Regions from separate parts of the Zea mays genome. Here region 1 is linked to region 2. Evidence: chromatin contacts called from public Hi-C data. All regions are on one chromosome and are shown on one strand. Each heading gives the region's core, a stretch centred on a gene start, on an enhancer-like site or on the middle of the called end of the contact. The rest is flanking DNA. Distances are from core to core; before and after follow the strand shown. Region 1 holds the start of LOC103654600 (DUF724 domain-containing protein 2). Region 2 holds the start of LOC100274044.

Evidence for each region. A called contact is a pair of places that touch in the nucleus more often than the background predicts.
Region 1: a contact with region 2 is called in a Hi-C map of leaf, with 5 times the contacts expected there. The contact joins the promoter of LOC103654600 here to the promoter of LOC100274044 in region 2. A contact is called at or near these places in 2 of 25 Hi-C or Micro-C datasets (endosperm and leaf).

Annotation. Positions count from the first base shown.
Region 1 is chr4:217,170,711-217,173,735 of Zm-B73-REFERENCE-NAM-5.0, forward strand. It overlaps LOC103654600 (DUF724 domain-containing protein 2), which reads right to left and starts at 1,733. Exons shown (of 7, transcript XM_008681438.4): 1 at 499-1,733. The coding sequence starts at 1,560.
Region 2 is chr4:216,929,667-216,932,725 of Zm-B73-REFERENCE-NAM-5.0, forward strand. LOC100274044 reads right to left here and starts at 1,278. Exons shown (of 8, transcript NM_001148425.2): 1 at 1,036-1,278; 2 at 766-887. The coding sequence starts at 1,096. It overlaps LOC103655902, which reads left to right and starts at 1,262. Exons shown (of 2, transcript XM_020552321.2): 1 at 1,262-1,347; 2 at 2,053-3,059. The coding sequence starts at 1,262. The coding sequence ends at 2,803.

The DNA of each region.
Region 1 (3,025 bases), core at 483-2,982, 240 kb after region 2:
TTTTCCCACTCATTCCCATCCGTGTTCATTCCTACTCCTCGAGGAACTTATGTACAAATGTTTGAAGACACTTGTATTCAGGGTCCTAATCATACAAAATTAGCAGCCCAAACACACAAAATACAAAGGAAACAGCTTGCCTGAACTTAATCGTGTACTGGAAACTCCATCCTACCCATAAAACAAATAATGATTTCACAGACAAAGCCACAAGCTCAATGAGACGAAAAGCCATTTGGCTGAAGCAGGAGAGTACTACAAATCATATGAAGCGCAATATCACTGTGTCAATGATGAACTTAATTGGATTAATTACTGTACCTACCTCAGACATGTCCTAAAATGAGAAAATGAAGGAACTAAGTTAGGGAAGTCAGAAAGGATCAATCCCAACAAATCTGTATATCATATAGTATCTGCACCTCTCAATACTACAACAGCAGATAATCAGAAATGAGCTAACAAGGACCGCTATGATAAACAGGTTTGTTGCAGTACCTTAGCAGTTGCAATTCTCCATCGGTTGCCATTCCACTTATACCGCGGCTTGAGCAATTCCACCACCTTGGTCACCAGCAGTTCCGCCTTCTTGCCAACAATACTGATGTCATACTCACCCTCGCTGACGACCCTATGGACGACTCCCGGTGACCATGCCCCATCACAGTAGGCCTCCACGGCATCACCAGGCTGGAGCTGGAACTCACCCTCCCCCGGTGTATGCTCAAAAGCCGGCCTGATGAACCGCCAATGCAGATACTCGGTGGCCTTCTCCAGCCCGCCCTCCTCCTCCTCCAGATCAAAGTACTCGACGACGTAGCTGAGGTTGTCGATGACGACCTTCACCGTGGCGGGAAACCAGGAGTCCCCGTACACGTCCCGGTTCCTCACCACCTCGACCTTGTCCCCGACCTCGTAGACCCTGACGGTGCGGCTGGGGCGGACAACCATCGCGACCCGGGACGGGATCCAGTCACCGTCAACGTAGTCGCAGCGGGGGCGGACGAGGCCCGACGGGAACTCGATGACCTCACGGGTGACGGGGAACGCGACGGTGACCCCGGCTCCGGCGGCGGACACGACGATGCCCGACCACCACCCCTCGTTGTGGAACGCCTCGACGATGTGGTGGGGGCGGAAGCGCGGCGGCGAAGACGGGAGCGGCGGCCGCGGGCGGATGTGGGACGGCGCGAAGGGCTCCGCGAGGACGCCTTCGTCGTCGGCCTCGGCGAGGAGGTGCACGTACTTGACGGTGTACCGCGCAGGGTGGCGGTAGCCGCGCGCGGGCGCGAAGTCGAGGACGGTGGCCTCGAACCATGAGCCGTAGAAGCCGTCGTCGTCGACGCGGACCTCGACCTCGGTGCCGACAGGTAAGGGCGTGATCGGGTCCAGCGCGGGGAGCGAGCAATGCCGCCGGGGCGACGCGGACAACGACGACGGCAGGGGGCTGCGCGGAGGCGTGCTCCACCTCAGGCTCCGCGAGCGCACGCTCCCGCGGGGGCGGCTGCGCGGCCTCCGTGCGCCGGCGCCCGGTGGCGCATTGGCGGAGGAGGCCACCATTGGGATCGAAGTATCGAACGGGATTCGGGGGTTTGGGGCAGCTGGGGTTTTCGGTTGGGGTCTTGGGGACTCTGCTCTACAGCGTCGGGCTTTTGCGCCCTCGATGCTGGCGTGATGGGCTCGACCGGCGAAGCCGTAGATCTGATTCACCGACGGGTGGGTCACATCGAACGCAACGGAAGGCTGACCCCACGTGTAAGCATGTTCATGTGCTGTTCGTGTTCCGTTCCTGAGCGAGGCTGTGAACGGAGCGGGAGGCCAAGTGGCGCGGTGCCGGACAACTGGCAGGGTAGTGGGACTACCTGCCAGTACCTGTGAAGTTGTGATACTTTTGGATACGTACCCCTAACAAGAATTCGAGGCTTCGGTGATCGAATCGAAAGTCTGAAGACTATAAGGGCACTAGACACCGTTGCACAGTACTTTAATTATAAAACACAACTAAAATGCAACATAATACAATGAGTATGTCTAAAACATGTGTTTTACATATTCATTGTACCAATCAGAGTATTCAATAAATTAAAGTGATCAATCTGCTAGTCTTTTATCTCGAACATAGAGCTAAGACACCGTGTCTTCGTCATGATACATATCTTGCGTTTTTTACGTTCACCCTCTAGACACATTCGAAGACACAACTCAAGACACCCATTATACATGCCCTAATGGTGATGGAGTTTTTGAAGAGATAAAAATGATCAGTTTACCCATCGTCGTCCCTATATTTAAACTCTACTCTACAAATAATGTAGCCTCAATACAAAATATTATTTTAGGTGATAAGTTGTTGGACACTGTTTTAGGCGAAGAATCCTTCCACATTTCTGATGTCGACCAAATTGTAGTCTTTCCTCATTTTTTGCGTATGTTTGGCCTTCTGACTTCCAAATTTCAGGGATTTCCTGTATTATTACCAAATTGAATTCATCCATCTCAATCTCAACTCCATCATGCATATAGCCATCTTCGCCCATCTTTATGAGTCGTATTTGGGTTCCCCCTTTTTTCCCTCTTTTCCACTAGTACTTGTTTTTCCTCTACCTCCAGCCTAACAAGGAGCAGGCCACAATAGTTGGAGTAGTAGTGGTTTAATTGTGTGCTAGCCACCAATATCTTGATCGCCCTTTAAAAACCTCTCACAAAAACTAACACAAACGTTGGTTTTATGTCATAAATCATGCTCCCAAGCTTCTAGAGTTCTTAGGTTAGCGCCCAACTCCTAGTCGATGAGTGAACCGGCGCTAGCTTATATTGATGTTGTTCTGGCAGCAATGAAGAGGACTCAAGATTTTAAGGATCCCCAACTCAGTATTGTTCACGTGGTCTGGAATTGGGTCTAGTGAAGTGTTCCCCCTTGCGCAAAAATGCGAATTACGATGGGGGTATGTGGGAGAGCCAGCCCCTCTCGGTCCATGCAATAGAAGATGATAATGCCAGAAGTCAGGGCGTACCTCCTCCACCA
Region 2 (3,059 bases), core at 28-2,527:
TGGCTGCTGGGGATGGACCGACTGGAAGGCTTAGGCGTTAGGAACTTAGGGTTTTTCCATCTTTTGGCCCAGGAAAGGAAAAGCCCACAACGAGTAGAACGTCCTAAACGCAAGTAAAACGTCTTAAAACGCACAGAGGACGTTTAAGCGTCGTTTAAATGCGTGAAACGGACGTTCTACTCCATTTTGGTAAAACGTTCGGACGTTTCAACTTTTAATCACGTTTTGTCGTTTAAACGACGCTTAAACGACGTTTAAGCGACGTTTTAATAACAATGCCACAATCAATCCATCAATTGAAATACTGATCGCAATTACAGAGGAGGAATCAGTCCACTAACAACATGTGCAGCAACAATGAATATTATTCATCAAAATAACTAGAAACTATACCGTGACTGATTATCCTAGGCTGTATTGGTGGCTATTGGCTAATGTTGAATTTCCTTTGCTTTCAGAACTACTGAAATCTATGTACAGATGAAACTATATGAACCCAATCAGAAAACTGGACGCTAAAACATTAATGCGCAAATGCTGTTTAAAATTCAGCAGATTGACGAGTGAAAAAAGAAAAAACATTACTATCCCTATAGGGACTAGAAGACGTGATTGCACGCTTGCACACAGGGTCTGCTCAGATATTAGTCAATGCCATCCCCATAAGGCCAATTAACCTATGTGAAATTCACCATCACCGCAACACATACAACTCACAGCATTTTCACAGGATCATGGCGAGAAAAGGGTGTACTCAGAATATACCTGGGTGGCTGCAGACTGGCCCAGAATCTCGTCCAGCTGCCGGCGAGCCACTATGAGCCGCCCAACCGCTCTTCCAGTCATCCGCCCGGCCGTCCTCGCAATCTTCACCATATCACTGGGCTCTGAACAAAAGCGAGGGAATCGGGGTCAGACCGAAACATCAGTTCCAAAACGTGCCGATCCCGCCATCGCCTTCCCGTCAGTCGCCGCCATCGACAGCCGCCGCCGAATGGCCGAAGCGGAAATAGCGCGCGGAGTTTGATTACTCACTCATCATGACGGAGCAGGCCCCGAGGACGACCAGCAGCTGTCCGGTCGAGAACCCCAGCATCTTCGCACGGACAAGTCGCCGCTGGGACGGGGCGGAGGATCCACGCGGCCGTTCCGGCACACGCGCACGACGGCGGCGGCTGTGCGTGACGCGGCGATGAGAGGGAGAGACAGAAAGATGACGTGGGCAAGGAATGGGCCGGGCCTCGGCTAATTGAGGCTGGAAATGGTTGAGCTGGGAGTGGGCTGGCGTCAAGAGGGCTCTCTGATGGGGAGTGTCAACCGGGCTTACATCTTTGCCTCAGTTCTCACGTACCCTTTTATATGTTTAAGGCAAAATTTGATACATACCATTAAAAGATCACATGTATAGAAATTTACCAGCAAAAGATTCACACTTAGATATTTACCATGGAAAGATTGCACGTTAGAGATTTATAGCATTCCGTTCCCTTCCGTCAATCGGATCAATGGGTTTTTTTTTATTTGGAACGATCAACAATTAGAGTATACCAATTTTACCCCTGGCTTTAGTTTTTCCCCTCCGTTCCTTGGCCCCAGGCCAGAATACGACTCCCTCGCGTGAGGCGAGAAAGGAGCAGAGGCCCGATAGGCGACGAGCTGCTCGCGGCCTTCCAGGCGGCGCGCTCGCCCGCGGCCACCCAAGTTTTTGCTGCAGCGGCGTCCTCCACCCCACGCAGTATGCACCTTTCTCCCGTTCTCCCTCATCTTCCTTCCTTGCTTTGGGAGTTCTAAATCCTAGGATTTTCTTCTCTCTTGTAGTGCTCAGGAATCGATCTGAAATTGAGGCGCATGGATACTTCTGAGGTTCCTGAAGGATAATATCCTTTTCCTCTTTGTTGAATCTTTGCAATTTCTTGTAAATTGTACAAAAGTTACTGTTTGTGAGGGGGAATAAATTTGTACAGAATAAATTGATTCATTTAGGACTGGAATTGTCATCAGTTGCTACTTACATTTGTTCTCCCTTCTATGTGTTTGCCATTGCTATTGCAGGATTGATCCGACTAGTGCATGTAGAGTTGAGGTCACTGTCAATTCTTACTTCAGTGTACGAGATGGTAGAAAGGAGTATAACCGGGGTAGGCCAGTAAGCTATGTTGTTGATTCAGAAACATATTCTATCATTGATCTAGAGAAAGATATTGCTTCAGAATTTAAATGGGCCAGTGAACAGCAGGCAAATTTCTGGGTTCTAACAGGAGAGGGTAGTCTGACATGCAAGTTGGCTTCAGATGCACAACTACTTGACTTGTTAAGGACATCCAGAGTAGTGAAGTTGTTCATGGTAGTCGGTAGCCGTGAGCAAAATGTAAGAGAGGAGGAGATGGCTGCTGCTGCAGTGAATATAGGAGACGAGGAGATGCCTACTGCAGTAAATATAGGAGAGGAGGAGATGCTTACTATAGTGAACATGGAAGAGGAGGCGATGCCTATTGCAATGGACCATAATTTGGAGGTACATGATAGAGGATTTACATGGGCAGAAGTACCTGAATATGGGGAAACAATTGGAGGGCCACCAATACTTGAGGAGGAGGAGGAGGAGCATTTCAGAACTATTGGGTGTGATCCTGATGGAGACGAGCCTGTAGGAGTAGATGAAGAGTGGAGGTACTTTAAACGTACGGAACATGTAGTCATTGATCCAGTCGATGTACACAAAAGAAAGAGGGCTGCTCTAGAATTCAGAGACTTTGATATCCAACAGAATGGAAGGGCGTATCCTAGCAAGTGTGTTGCATGAGTTGAACATGAAGAGCCGAGGGCTGCAGTATGGAATCATGAGGACTGGTGCAATGTCTGCTGAGATATCTGGAATAACAAAAGAAGGTAAGAATTGGAGAGTTCCTGTTGACATTGAGAAAAGAACTTGTGGTTGTGGACAATGGCAGATTTCTGGAAAACCATGCACTCATGCAATAGCTCTATTTTGTCAGCTTAAAAAACTTAACATTGAGAACTTTGTAGATGACTACTATTCTGTAGAGAGGTTCAAATTA